2 separate regions of the Mus musculus genome follow, and region 2 is linked to region 1. Evidence: chromatin contacts called from public HiChIP or PLAC-seq data. All regions are on one chromosome and are shown on one strand. The core of a region is the stretch at or near the end of the contact, and the rest is flanking DNA. Distances in the headings are between cores, read along the strand shown.

Region 1 (7,389 bases), core at 2,784-5,283:
TATAAACTCAGCCCAGGGAGTATCACTTTTACAAGGTGTGGTCCTGTTGGACAGGATGTGGCCTTGTTGGAATAGGTGTATCACTGTGAGTGTGGGCTTTAAGATTCTCATCCTGCCAGGCGTGGTGGCAACGCCTTTAATCCCAGCACTTGGGAGGCAGAGGCAGGCGAATTTCTGAGTTCGAGGCCAGCCTGGTCTACAAAGTGAGTCCCAGGATAGCCAGGGCTACACAGAGAAACCTTGTCTCGAAAAACCAAAAAAGAAAAAAAAAAGATTCCCATCCTATCTGCCTGGAAGTCAGTCTTCCACCAGCAGCCTTCAGAAGATGTAGAACTCTCAGGTCTGCCTGCACCATGCCTGCCTAGATGCTGCCCTGCTCCTCCTCAATGATGGACTGAATCTCTGAACCTGTAAGCCAGACCAATTATATGTTGTCCTTTATAAGAATTGTCTTGGTCATGGTGTCTGTTCACAGCAACAAAACCCTAACTAAGACAGAAGCCAATAGCTTCTAACTAGAAAGCCATGTCCCCCACTCTGGTGTGTTTATTTACAGGAATATAAACATGAGAAGAGTACTTATAAACTTAGCATATCATAAACATTAACAGTGTAGGGAATCTCGAAACCAGCTCAACACACCCCAAGACACAAACCTCAACACACAGGACATTTATTTGTCCCAGAGGGGAAAATGGCAGGGAATATGAAACAAAGACTGGAGACAGAGGATGAAGGAGAAGAAGAGAACAAAGGAGAGGGGAAAAAAATAGGTGAGGGAAAGGGGTAAGGGTTATTTGTACTGGAGGACAAAGAGCTGCCCCTGGATAGAGATGAGACAAATGTTGCACATAGGAAAATGGCAATTTATAAAAGTATAAGGGGAAACCCTGTGTTAGGATGAGGTTTTCATTTTAATTCGGCAATGTTAATTAGGTGAGCAAAAGGGTTTTTGTTTTTTTGTTTTTTTAATTTCTGGACTTCATTGGTCACTTAAGATCCATCCTTTGTAACCCTGACAACAGCTGTTCTGAGCTTGGTCTCTATGAGTTAACTAATTTATATGTGCCCTCTGAGCCTGGCTTCTTTCACTTAGAAAAATATTCAAATTCACCCATGTTGTTCCAAAACAAAACCAAAACCCCAGGATTTTCTGACTTTTAAAGATCTACTTTGCAAATCAAAAATACTACAATCTAGAGAAATTGAACAGCTTCCCAAAGCTCACAATTGTGATTGTGCTAAAATTCTAATAGCGGAGTCCATGAACGCTTGTGACTTACCTGAGTGGGGATTCCTGGTAAGAACAGTGTTTTAGGGGCTTCTCCCCTCTCCTATCCAATTACTTATAATGGCCACTTGTACCCTTTAAACTTAAATGGTGGGAGGGTATGTGGATGTGGGTGCACCCGTGGATGGCTCGGGTGTGTCAGTGAGAGGGCTGTAGGAGTCAGTTCTTTCCATTTACCTTGTGGGAGTCAGGGACTGAAGTCACCTCAGTCAGACGCTGCAGTGAGCGACTTATCCACTGAGCACCCCGACAACACCATGTCCTCCTTTACCTAGTTACACAGGGAATTTGATTTTATTCCTAAGGCTTGAAAGAAATTGTCATTAATTTAAAAATTACATTGTGTGTGTGTGTGTGTGTGTGTGTGTGTGCTTGCACAAAGGTCAGATGGTACCGTTTTGGAGTCTGTTCTCTCCTTCTGCCGTGTGGGACCAGGGACAGAACTCAGGTAGGTCATCAGCTTGAGCAGCAAGCACCTTGACCCCAGCCATCTACACAGCCCAAGACTAACTTGTCTGTATTATTTTCACACATTATGTCATTGTGGTCAAGGTATTTGCAGATTCTTTATGGAAACCAAAAAAATCTCTTTCTGACCTGGAACATAAGAGATTGGATGTTCTCTACGAGAGTCAGCCTTATCACAGAATTCTTGGAACTTATTTCCTTTCTACTGACTCTTGTAAAGTCTGAAAGCAGTATGAAAGCCCATTGCAGCCAGGCACGGAGGTGCATTCCTATAATCTCAACAGTTCGGAAGTGGGCTCAAGAGGGTAGCAAGGTAAAAAACTGGGAAAATTATTCAGCTACAGGAAGCAGCCTTTCACTCCTGAGTCTGGTTGAAGTCTCTTGCTTGCTGAGAATATCAAGATGAGGAACAACTGCTTCAGGCCTTTCTCTCTTCCTATTGGTAAACCTGTAATTTTTTAGGAATCTTACTAGAAAGCCCCTCTGGGGTAAGAGATGTTCTAAGTGTCTTGTGTAACTCTAATTGATCCTGGCTTTATCTTATCATATTGTAATTCCAGCCAAGGTACCTCCAGAGCCAGTCTCTCACTATTGGAAAGGAGGTCCAAAATAAAATTTCTTAGTAATCCTTTGAGATGTCACTTGAAGCCACCAAAATAGTACATATGGCTAGAGCTAAGTCCCTAAAGTAAGACTGTGAGAAGTCCACACTCATACTCTAGGGTCTCCTGGGCACCTTTTTAAAACACTCCGATCTGCTTCTTACTGGTTCATCCGCAAGCTCGTCTCTGCAATACAGGTGAGGATTCAGTTTCATGTGGGTTGTGGTCCCTAAAGGTTTGCGAGAACTCACAGCTGCTGTGTCTGGCTCTGCTGCCAATGGCAGGACTGTTCAAAATTCAAAGTCATATTTGGCTACACAGCAAGCTTGAGCCCAGCCTGTGCTGTATGAGATCCTGTCTTAAACAATAATTTAATTGTAGCATTTTCCAGTTTTCAGTGGTGTGAATTCTGCTAAACACCCTATTGTCCTCTTGGTGGCTTACAGCTTTTAAGTCGTTTATTGACTTTCAGTTGCAGCCAACATTTAATGAAGACTCACCCTTTTCTACCTTCTGTATTTGGAGCTTCGGGCATACTATCAAAAACAGTTCTGAGGATAGACAGGTGTGGATCAAGGAAGTACTGAAGGATTTCTTAAAAATGCAAAATTATCAACAGAGGTACGATGGCCAATGTTGATTTGGGATGAGAAAATAATCTGTTTCCAATAAAAAAGACCCCCCCGCCCCCGCGCGAGCGCCTGGTATTTAGTAGACAATACTGATTTGTAACCTTCCCCATCTACAAAATCCAACGCCCAGTGGCCTCTCCAAGTCTAGGAGGGCTCCTTAGTTTCACCATAAATTCTCTTGTTGTGGAGGGAAGGGTAGGTGTGAGCCCTGCCCATCCTTATGTGAGAAAACCTTAGCAAAGTCGCTCAACGATAGAGAATCTTAAAAATATACAGGTACTCAGAGAGGGTCGCTACTGCCATACTTCCACTAAAAAACCCTTGCCTGTAAACGGATCGCACAAGGGAGTTGAGGTGACGGGCAAAGTAACCGGCAAGAAAGATGAGACTCCAGAAGAGAGGTGAACCAGAACAAGGTGTATCGATCTAGTGGCGAAACACGCCTCGGGGCGCTTTGGTAAACTGAGGCAGGAGGTTGAGGGAATCAGTTGGATCCTAGCCCTGCTATTTAAAGCTCTGCTCTGTCCTCGCGGTGCTCCGCGTTCCCGCCAGTGCAACAAGGCGCCCGAGGTAAGGCGACTGGGGCTGTAAGGTGAAATGCGAGCCGAGGCAGGGGTGGTGGAGGAGGTGGTGTCCGACCAGAGCGATCGCGGGAGGTGACTGGGAAAACTTCCAAACTTTTAGGTTCAGGATCGGAAACGGAGCGCTCGGCCAATGGCTGCGCGATGCGCCGTCCCGCGGTGACTCGCGCGGCACCCGTAGAGTGGCGGCTGGAGAGGACGCCATGCTCCAGCGCCTCCACGCGAACCCCACGGCCACGTAGCTTGGCCTGGCTTCCTGCATCCCTCCCCACGCTTAAAGCGCCTCGGAGAAAGAAAAAGCCTTGTTTTTAAACAGAGGCGCCCGCACGCGCCGCGGGCGAACGAAGCAACATGGCCGACAGCGCGGAGGAAAAGCCGGAAGTTGGCTTGGTGGGCGGGACCCGGGGCGGTCCTCGCGTGACAGGGGCGTGGCCTGCCGTCCTGCGCTGAGTTTGCTGTCAAGTGTCTAAGGCGCTCTCTCCGGCGCCGGCAGGGGTGCTCTCCGCCTTCTTCTAGGGGCTGGACCGGACCGGCTCCGCCCCAGCCAGGTATCGCCGGTTCCCAGGTGCCCGTCGGACCTCCCGCATTCCAGTGCCGCAGGCCTGTGCAGCGGGCCAGCAGCGATGGAGGACGCCCCCGAGCGCACTCCCTCTTCCTCGGAGTCCACACAGCCTCCGGGCTTGGCCAGGGAGCCCGAGGTGGTATCTCCCGGGGATTCGGAGGGCTGCGCCCGGCCTCTAGACACGGTCCCTAAGAAACTCTGTGGGTATTTAAGTAAGTTTGGCGGCAAAGGACCCATCAAGGGCTGGAAATGCCGCTGGTTCTTCTACGATGAGAGGAAGTGCCACCTGTATTATTCGCGCACCGCGCAGGATGCAAACCCCTTGGACAGCATCGATCTCTCCAGTGCGGTCTTTGACTGTAAGGCGGACGCTGAGGAGGAGGGCACTTTTGAAATCAAGACTCCCAGCCGGGTTATTACCCTCAAGGTAAGTGGAACTCCGCACTTTACAGCTCGAGCTAGTTTTCAGGGCCAATGCATGGCCACCGCAAATTAACCCGGACGGTGATCACCATCCAGTCAGTGCCCCAGAGCCTGGAGCTGTCCCACTTAGCTTTCACACCATTTCCTTATTGCCTTCCCACAGGCAAGGGTGAGGGACTCCTTTTATGCATTAAGAAACTGATTCATAGACAAAAGGGAATGGCCCAGCCCAGGCATTTACAATGCTGTGGCTCACTTTTTGGAATCTTCCAGTGCTGTTATCAAACCTGGTATTGAAGCAGTCAGGGTACTGTGGTTGCACTCGCTGAGGCCAGGATCTGATTCATATCTTGGTGTTTTGGCCAACGGGAGGGAATGCAGACATGGGTAGGGATTAGGAAGGAAAATATGTAAGTTCACTGATGGGCCTAGATTGTTCATCCAGGCATGCCTGAACTAGTGAGTTCTTAGTAAATGCCTTTTGAATAAACACGTATGCACACACGGAGTGATGGAGCCACAGGTCAGAACCTATCTATCATGTTAAGGGGAAGTGTCCTGTTACCTGTCTGGGAAGATGGATGTGGGCTTAGGTTAGTTCTCTAGGCAGAGGAGTGCAAGGATGAAGGTCTTTCTTTCCACTGCCTGGTCTCTGTCTCCCTATGTCCTCAACCTGCAGCTGTTCAGATACTAGGATGCCGGGAGGTGTAGTTCTCCTTTCCTGGCAGTGTGGCCAGTTGGCTAGGCTGGAATCCAATTTTTAAACAAGAAAGGACATTTTAGAGGTCATGTGGGCTTAGGTCTTGTGTTCCTTCCACAAGACAAGTGCTGTTGGTCAGGGTCCCTCAGCACATGATTTATTTATTTATTTTTATTTTTTTGGTTAGTCCATACATATGCCTGGCTCTGTGCTAGGCTTTGGGGTGTGGATCAAGTCAGACTTGCTCAACTCTGCACCGCATTCTCAAACAGCTCGAGGTGTGATGGGGAAACTGGCAGGCATGGGTAAGTGCCTCATGGAGACTCTGCGAAGAGTTTGGACAGTAACAGTGTGGTGACAGAGGGATCGGCTCCTCCAAATGAGGAGGGGAGCTTTTCAGAAAGACATCGTCACTTTAAACAAGTGGTGATGGGAGAGAGACGATGATGCTGAGAGAGCATAGGCAGACAGGTGGGAAACATAGTGTAAGTACGAGTCACAGGCAAGCAACAGGAGCCTGGCATACATAGGTGCCCAAAGGATGGAGGTGAAGGGGGTGACACTGGGGAGTGAGGCCAGGGCCTTGGACTTTGTTTCTAGGCTGTAGAAGCTGTCTGAGAGCCTTAAGCTAAGAGAGTACAATGAGATTAGAGTGCTCAGAGAGCTCAGCCTGGCTGTTGGGCAGAGAGCAAATTGGGATAAGGAGAAGCTGGTAAGCAGAGAGCCCAGGAGGGGATGGTGGCTGAGCAGGAGCTGTGGCCCTGGAGAAAATGCAGATGACAGAGATGTTAGGCCTGTGGATGCAGGGTATAGGAATTGGCAGGTGGCCTGGTTGCAATAGCGCAGACAGAAGAGGCCTCACGGTGAAGAAAACATCCAGACCCGTGCCATCTGAAGTAAACTCTGGTTAGATCTAAGGGCTGCCTCTCGAGTGCTGGCCTGCCCGTCACAGGGTCGGTCTCCGTCGAACATGTCGAATGAGTTCAGGAGTAAAACGAGGTGCTTGTGTCTGTCTGGGGTCTATCGGGTTGTGGTGACGCCTAAGAGAAATGGAAGTGTCGGAGGAACAGAGTGCGGACAGAAAAGACTGGTAGATATTAGTCTGTCTCATTGATATCTGAGTAGCAGGCCAAGGGACTCCATAGAACTTGAGAGTTCTAGTTGAGTTTGTTTCCTTGAGAAACACCATGGCCAAAAGCAATCTGGGGAAGGCAAGGCTTCCTTACACACCATAGTCCTTCCCTGGGGGGCAGGAACTCAAGCAGGAGCCTGGGGGCAGAGCCCATAGTGGCACCCTGCTTACTGGCTTGCTTTCTCTGGCTTGCTCAGCCTCCTCTGTGTAAGCCGAGAGTACAGTGGTTCTCAGTCTGTTGGTTGCAACCTCTTTGGGGGTTGCCTATCAGACATTTACATTACGATTCATAACAATAGCAAAATTACAGTTACGAAGTAGCTATTAAAATAATTTTAGGGCTGGTGAGATGGCTCAGTGGGTAGGAGCACCCGACTGCTCTTCCAAAGGTCCGGAGTTCAAATCCCAGCAACCACATGGTGGCTCACAACCATCTGTAATGAGATCTGATGCCCTCTACTGGAGTGTCTGAAGACAGCTACAGTGAACTTACATATAATAAATAAATAAATCTTTAAAAAAAAAATAAAAATAATTTTATGGTCAAAGGTCCTCACAGCATAAGAAACTGTGTTAAAGAGTCGCAGCATGAGGAAGGTTGAGAACCACTGACCTAGACATGCCTGCCTGGGTATGGCGCCGCCAACAGTGGGCTGAGCTCTCCTCCATGGATCAGTAACTAAGAAAATGCCTCACAGACATGGCTACAGGGCAATATGATCTAGACCATCCTTTGATTAAGTCACAGTTTCCCAGGTGAGTCTTAGTTTGTGTCATGTTGACAGCTGAAGCTCATGGTGACAATCTCTCTCCCTATGCAGGTCACACCTCTCTGAAAGAGAGAGCTTGCCCTGGCTGCTCTGTAGCCTTTGCCACCCTTTCGTAGCCTTGAGGCTGTCTGCTCCAGCAAGCCACCCATCATCTAAGCCCACCAAGGCTTGTACTTTTAAAAGTATATTTAAAATAAACTTCCAGTTTTCAACTGAGAGACCTAGTTT
Region 2 (7,471 bases), core at 2,069-4,568, 91 kb after region 1:
GGAGGCCCCATGTACCCAGTGTTTGCTTGCTTGCTTGCTTGCTTGCTTGTGACAGGGTCTCCTGTAGCCCAGCTCTGGAACTCCCTGTGTAGCTAAGGTTGGCCTTATTCTCATCCTCCTAAGTTGACCTCCTGAGTGTGAGTTAGAGTTCTAGGCCACATTTCTAAATAATTTATAAGCCAAGGGGGGAATCAAAATGAAAATTTGCTTATTTTGTTTTTGCTGTTTGTATATTTGTTGTGTGTGTGTTCCTCTGTGGGGGCTTATGGGGGCATACATGCATGCCACAATGCAAATGTAGAAATCCAAGGGCAACTTCCAGGAGTCAGTTCTCACCCCTGAGGTGAGGCAGGGTCTTCATTATTGTTTCTAGCACTGTGCAGCTTACTCCAGGCTAGCTGGCCATCCAGCATCTGGTGATTCTCTGTCTTCTCCTCTGATCTCTTAGGATGCAGGTGCTGAGGTTACAGATGAGCACCTAGGATGCAGGTGCTGAGGTTACAGATGAGCATCTAGGATGCAGGTGCTGAGGTTACAGATGAGCACCTAGGATGCAGGTGCTGAGGTTACAGATGAGCATCTAGGATGCAGGTGCTGAGGTTACAGATGAGCATCTAGGATGCAGGCACTGGGGTTACAGATGAGCACCTAGGATGCAGGTGCTGGGGTTACAGATGAGCACCTAGGATGCAGGTGCTGGGGTTACAGATGAGCATCTAGGATGCAGGTGCTGGGGTTACAGATGAGCACCTAGGATGCAGGTGCTGGGGTTACAGATGAGCACCTAGGATGCAGGTGCTGAGATTACAAATGAGCACCTAGGATACAGGCACTGGGGTTACAGATGAGCATCTAGGATGCAGGTGCTGGGGTTACAGATGAGCACCTAGGATGCAGGTGGGCATGGTAGTGCATATCTTTGATCTCAGTATTAGCATGGCAGAGGCAGGTGGGTCCTCTGTGAGTTTAAGGCCAACATGATCTACATAGTGAGTTCCAGGACAGCCAGAGCTACATAGTGAGATCCTGTCTCAAAAAAGCAAACCAACAGGCAGTCGTTGGTGGCACATGCCTTTAATCCCGGCACTTGGGAGGCAGAGGCAGGCGGATTTCTGAGTTCAAGGCCAGCCTGGTCTACAAAGTGAGTTCCAGGACAGCCAGGGCTACACAGAGAAACCCTGTCTCAACAAACCAAAAAAAAAAAAAAAAAAAAAAAAAAAAAAGAAAAGAAAAGAACAACAATAATAACAAACACTCCTATAAATGAACAAGCCAGACGTAGGAGAAAATCACAGAGCATTACTGAAGGAGTCGTAGAAGGTGATGTGAATTAATCAGAAACGTGTCCCATGTTCATGGAGATCTACTCTGTAGCTAAAGTGAACCTTGAACTCATCCTCCTGCCTCCACCTCCCTTGTTCACAGGCCCAGTTCATTGTCCTTTCCTAAGATGCACCGCACGGCCTGTTTTGTGCTTGGGCCTCTGTGCCCTGGCTTCTCAATGCTTCTGCTCCTTCCTCCTCAAATGGTGGGAGAGGCTCAGGCTTTGTTTACTCCTGTACGGGTTTGCTGACTCACAGATTTCCACTGACTGAACACATCACTTAACCATTGTTTATGCTGCTAAGCAGTTGTGATTCTACATGGTAGAAGGAAGGGCCTGACCGAGCTGTGAGGTCCTCAGGGAACAATCCGAACCACAGTCTGACTGGAACCCATGAGCAGTCTTTGAAAGCGAGGCAGGGAAAAGCCCTGGAGAAGCAGACCAGGCTGTTTGAGAAGGGCCTTGACTGCCAGGGCGAGACACGGAAAAATGCGTTCTAAGGAGACGAAGGTTTACGAGCTGGAGGAGAATGAGTCAAAGTGAGACTTTCTGGTCACTGCTGGAAGACTGTCTACAGGTCAGAGGTAGAGGGGCCCGGATGCTCCTCGCTTCCCACAACCTTCTCCCAAGCCCTGACCACCTCTGAAAGGTTCTGTCCACCAAACGAGTTTCATTGTTCACTCATTAAGGAATTAATTAGGGCAGGGGATGTGGCTGGCTAGGAGAGTCCACAAGGCCATGGGTTTGATTCCCAGGGTTGGAAAAAGAATGAACTGGTTGGTTCCTGGTTTTTCCTACTCGGATTCTTTCTACCTTGCGTGAACCTACTGATGAGAATCCTGGCGTGTTCAGACAATGGATATCAAGTTCATGTGATGAGGGATGACATGGGTTAGGGAACAAGCCTGCTTCACACAGGACGGTCCAGGAAGGCCTTCTTGGGAAGATACCCCTAGACAATGGCTTCAACTCTAAAGAAAGTGTCCAGGCGAAGCAGAACCAGAAGCTAAGACCTGGGCATGAGGGGTGTTCACGTCTCCCGAGCAGGAGCATGGCAGAGCCGTGCTGAGACTGTGGGGAAGGTGATTGGAGCCTCAGAAAGTCTGGGAAGCCACCGGAGCTGAAACTCAGCCTGGTCCTAGATAAGATTTATGAATCCTTTGCGTTCTTTTTCTTCTTTAATTAAAACGACCTCCTAGCCCACGCTGACCTGCCCTCTGAGCCCGCTGTCTCCACCCTCCTATGTGCTGGAACTATAGGAGTGTAGCGTCACACCTATCGGCCTTTGGGCTGTTTGCAATCTCACACATAGCTCAAGGACAAGTCTCAGACGTCCATGAACGCAGGCACAACTGCTAGTGCCACCTGTGAGCCTAGTCACACCTTTGTGGGACCATAAAGATAAGGTTCAGGGGCAGCTAGGGCATCTGCAGTCCCAGCCTACCCCAGAGCTGCCAGCACTTCTGACACCCATCTAGAGTATTTCAGGCTAACTACACACACTCCTTTTTAAATTCTTCAATTTTTATTTACATTGATGTACTGACTCCGTGTATGTTTGTGTGAGGGTGACAGATACCCTGGAACTGGGGTTACAGACAGTTGTGAACTGCTTGGGTCCTCAGGAAGAACAGCTCAGATGGCTGAGCCATCTCTCCAGTGCCCAGAACTTTGGCGTGTGTGTGTGTCTGTGTGTGTGTGTGTGCACCGAATTCTGCCTCAGCACGTGTGTGAAGGAAGTGGGTCTCTCATCCCTTATGATCCTGGAAGCAAGCACTCATTTGCACTTGTCACTTTTGATACTTGCAGATTCATAAGCGTGTGCATGAGATAATACAGTGGGATCCTGGGTGCCTTTTTACTGATTACCCACTGCCGATAGCACTGCAGTTCAGTGTCACAAGCTTGATAAGGATGTCCAGGTCACTATTGGGCATACGTGCCACCCACAGACCTCTCCCTGCCCCTCCCGACACAGTCATTCCTCGACACCCCACTTCCTCCTTGACCCCTGACTAGCATCGATCTCTTCCTCATTTCATCGCTGTTATCATTTTAAGGCTGTGTAAAGAGGATCAATTCTGCAGCCTTCTGCGTTTGAAGCCTTTAGCGCCTATCCATCCGGGGGGGGGGGGGGGGGGCTGTGAGCTGCATCTGAATGTGCTTGTCTTTACTCAGGAGTGTGGTTCTCTGGACACGCATCCAGGGTGCTGCTGGGTCAGCAGAGGCACGGAGGGAGGCACAGCCCACTTAGAAGCAGCCTCAGGACTTCCCTTCCCCCTCCCAGAGACCTCTTCTCAGAGATGGCTGACCTTCCTCTCCCGCAGAGTGAAGAAGCAGAGTTAGGGAGCTTGTAAGCTATGTAGGCTGGATGCTTACCAGAAGACAGGACAGGCCTGACAATGGGTGCATGCTTTTCAGAGAAAGTTACCTACCCTCGCCTCTCTTCACAGCAGCCGGGTATATGATCTTGGGCCATTACAGCCCTCAAAGGATGTAATTTGCAAGATTTAAAGTTGAAGCGAAGCTTAAATTTGTAGCTGAAAGCTAAGTAAGATGTAGGAGCTGGGTAATTTATTTTTCTTAAAGAATTTTCTCTTGGAAATGAAATTCTCATGTATACTGTTTAAAAATGAAAGAACACTGATACATTAAACTCAAGGCCACACACATTCTGGCCCTAAATACACAGAGTTCACTGGTTGTTCCTGTCTTGTTTTGTTCTGCTTTGTTTTCCCAGGTGTTGAGACAGGGTCCCTGTGTAGACCTGACTGTCCTGGAACTCATATGTAGACCAGGCAGGCTCACAAAGATCCTGTCTCTGCCTGCCGAGGGCTAGGGTTAAAGATGTGCACCATGCCCAGCTTGTTGCTTTTTTAGTTTGGTTTGATTTGGTTTGGTTCGGCTTGGTTTGGTTCAGTTTGGTTTGGTTTGGTTCGGTTTGGTTTGGTTTGGTTCGGTTCGGTTTGGTTTGGTTTGGTTTGGTTTGGTTTGGTTTGGTTTGGCTTGGCTTGGCTTGGCTTGAACCCTAGATAACCTGGAACTCCCTGTGTAGACCAGAATGGCCTCCTGCTTCTGTCTCCCAAGTGCAGAGACTATAGGTGTGAACATACTACCACACCCCTCCCTCTCTCTCTTTTTCTTTCTTCCTTTCTTTCCATTTGTTACTTTAACATCCTTATTTGAGATGCTTTCCAGAAAACTCGAATTATCTCTGTAGGCAATTTGGCTTCATACTTTTTTTTTCTTTTGACATTTCTTGACTCTTGGCTGACTAGATCATGAAGGGGTTTCACTATTTTCTCATGTGCCCTTAATTTCCTGTGTTTTTCTCTATTGCCTCGGTTGCTGTCTTAAATGGGTATTTAGCCGTTCACCCACTAAATGCTACCTAGTAGGAGGTAGGGATGAAGCTGGTGGAGAGTTCTTTCCTATCATACAGGAGGCATTGGGCCAAAACCCTACACACACACACAGACACACACACACACACACACACACACACACACACACACACCTCTTGGCAGTCTAAAAGTAATGTCCACCCCTGTAATCCCAGCACTTGGGAAGCTGAACCAGAAAGAGAAGCCCTAACCCAGGTGACACAGGGAGACCATGTCCCACAACCAAGCAAGCAAGCCGAGCGTCTGACTGATTCCAGTCCAGGACTGTTCTGAGTGAAGCTGTCTCTCTGTAGTCACTTCCTGGGTGAGTGCTGAAGACAGCTGCTGGATCAGGAGGTAGCTGTGAACGTAAAGTTCTCAGAAACTGCAGGGTAGGTGTGGTGGCACACCCCTGGAATCCCAGCAGTCCAGAGGCTGAGGCAGGAGGATTGCTCAGAGTTTAAGGTCAGCCTGGGTTGCATATTAAGACCTTATCTTTAAAACAAAACAAATTAGACTTTTCGCAGCTCTTTCTTTTTGGTGGGTGGGTGATATGATTATACCCTGCCAAACTAAAGTAGAACTCACCATGTAGTCCCAGGTGGCCTTGAAGTGGAGGCAGTCCTCCTGCCTCCACTTCAAGTGCTTCAGATACAGGTGTGAGCCACCTTTGTTGAGGATCTGAAGTACAAATTTACCTGGACAGCCTGCTTCCTCTTCTTTCCTTTCTTTTCCTTTTCTTTTATCTTTAGGGCAGGATCTATCTTTAGGGCTAGCCTATGTAGCCCAGGCTAACATCAAGTGTGTGTTTTTCTTTGCCTCAGCCTCCCAAAGACAGAGATTACGGGCATATGCCACCACCCCTGGCCACATCCAGTAGTTCTGAATACACTCTAAAGGCAGAGAAAGGGATGGGAACCCACAGTGCCCTGTATTCTAGAGCTCAGCCACACGGCAGCCCCTTAGATGGTAGGGGTATTTGTGCATCCTGGAGCCTCACCTACACTAGTCTGCTTATAGGAAGTATTACCCCCTTTCCTGATGGGTTGCTGGGGCTGGATGAGCTATAGATGAGAAGCCTGGAGCTGGGCATGGCTAGAAAGCCTCCTGATCTTCTCCTAACCCCCCACCAGACCCCCACACTCTCATCCCCCACACACACCCTGCTCCCCACTGGTGCAACGCACTGGCTGTCTATGCTTGGCTTCTCACTGGTTCAGAGGTTGCAGCCAGGCCCAGAGAAGCGTGGGCACAAGGGTGAGTGAAAGCAACAGAGCCCTGATGCCCCTACGGAAAGTGCAGGCGAGGTTGCGGCTTGCACAGCCTTCTGTCCTAGGTGTTGCCAGAGTGTCAGGCCCAGAAAGGGTGCCACCTCAGGCAAGGTGCCTCTCCCCTGTGCACGGAGAGGTGAGCCTCTGGAAGAAGGCCAGAGGGTGAGTTTCACAACCTACCCTGCAGCCTTGGTAACTGAAGTCTGCTGGGGTACAAAGGGGAACGGCAAGTTGTGGGCAGAAGCTGCCTGGGGCCTCCAAACAGGAACAGAAAGGGTGGCTGTACCAGAGCCTCCCAGGGTACGAGGGATGTGGACTTTGGGTGAGGTGTAGAAGAAAGGAGAACGCAGACAGAGCCCAGGAGGTAGGCCCTGAGACACTGATGCGCGGAACCAGATCAAAGGGGCCCAGGGCCTGAGAGTCCAAATGATCGCCATAACTGTGCTGGTCTAGAAGAAATGGAAAGGACAGTTCACTGGGTTCCTAAACTGGTGTAGGAAGAAGGGGTGTGTGTGTCTGTCTGTCTGTGTCTGTGTTCCTGAGTACATGTTTGTGTGTGGGTCTGTGTGTATATGTATGTGTGTTTATCTGTGTGCATATCTGTCTTTCCATATGTGTGTGTATACATGTATGTATGTATTATGTATGTATGCATGTATGTGTGTGTGTATATATATGTGTGTGTGTGTATGCATATGCCTGCCTGTGTGTCTTCTGTGTGCATGTATGCATGAGTACATGCATGTGTGTATGAACATATTTGCATGTATGCATGAGTATATGCATGTGTGTATGAACACATTTGCATATATGCATGTATGTGCTTGTGTGTGTGTATGCACATGTGTACATGTGTATATTGGTAGGTAAGTGTGTGTGTATGTCTGTCTGTCTATCTGTGTATGTGTCTGTGTGTGTATTTGACTTTACCCCCACCATTAGAACAGTTTGTTCTCACACTAAGTATATCCCTGGGCCTTGGAACATACCAAGCAACAATTAAAGTTGGGTGTGTTTTGGGTGTAGCCCAGTGGTAGTAAAGGCAGCTTAGCATGTATGACACCCAGGTTCCCTCCCCAGCACCCTACAAAGCTGTAGATGGATAGTTGCGATGGCTTCAGATGGATCGATGCAGGCTGGTGTGGAGAGCCTTATGCCCAGGCACGTTCTCAGCCCTTACTGCAAATGGCTACACACACACACACACACACACACACACACACACACACACACACTGTGAGTGAATTTTTTCACTTCCCCTATTCTGTAGAGGAAGAAGCCAAGGCCCTGGGCCGAGCTCAGAGACCCAGCTTGAACAGTAATGAACTCGGGATAGCAGAGGTTCGACCCCAGGAAGCAGGAGTCAGCTAAATTGCTCTATACCTTGTGACTTCTCTGTTCTCCTCCCACCTAGGCCTCCCAGGCTCCACTCTGCAATTGGGAGGAGCTTGAAGCAGTTCCCTTTCTTATAGTAGGGAGAGCAATGCTCCCCA

What was found. HiChIP or PLAC-seq counts read pairs in DNA pulled down with a chosen protein or histone mark.
Region 2: a contact with region 1 is called in an H3K4me3 HiChIP or PLAC-seq map of bone marrow-derived macrophages, with 2.9 times the contacts expected there. The contact joins the enhancer-like site here to the promoter of Tbc1d2 in region 1. A contact is called at or near these places in 6 of 39 promoter capture datasets (the C10 cell line, hematopoietic stem and progenitor cells, liver and 3 more), 3 of 15 datasets of contacts at CTCF or cohesin (the G1E-ER4 cell line, large pre-B cells and pro-B cells), 51 of 484 Hi-C or Micro-C datasets (B cells, the Ba/F3 cell line, the C10 cell line and 34 more), 13 of 115 datasets of contacts at active chromatin or transcription factors (the HPC-7 cell line, acute myeloid leukemia, bone marrow-derived dendritic cells and 6 more) and 6 of 9 other capture datasets (adipose tissue, bone marrow-derived macrophages, embryonic stem cells and 3 more).

Annotation. Positions count from the first base shown.
Region 1 is chr4:46,646,843-46,654,231 of GRCm38.p6, reverse strand. It overlaps Tbc1d2 (TBC1 domain family, member 2), which reads left to right and starts at 4,033. Exons shown (of 13, transcript NM_198664.3): 1 at 4,033-4,563. The coding sequence starts at 4,198.
Region 2 is chr4:46,554,673-46,562,143 of GRCm38.p6, reverse strand. All of the region lies in intron 2 of Coro2a (coronin, actin binding protein 2A), which reads left to right. Among named protein-coding and RNA genes, the nearest start is that of Trim14, 22 kb to the right of the region's middle. Within about 2 kb of position 3,318, at least 37 of the 459 cell types and tissues checked have an H3K27ac peak or open chromatin away from gene starts, as enhancers often do. A contact at or near this core is called in the Ba/F3 cell line, the CH12 cell line, ECoMG-derived neutrophils and 9 more, where this site is marked.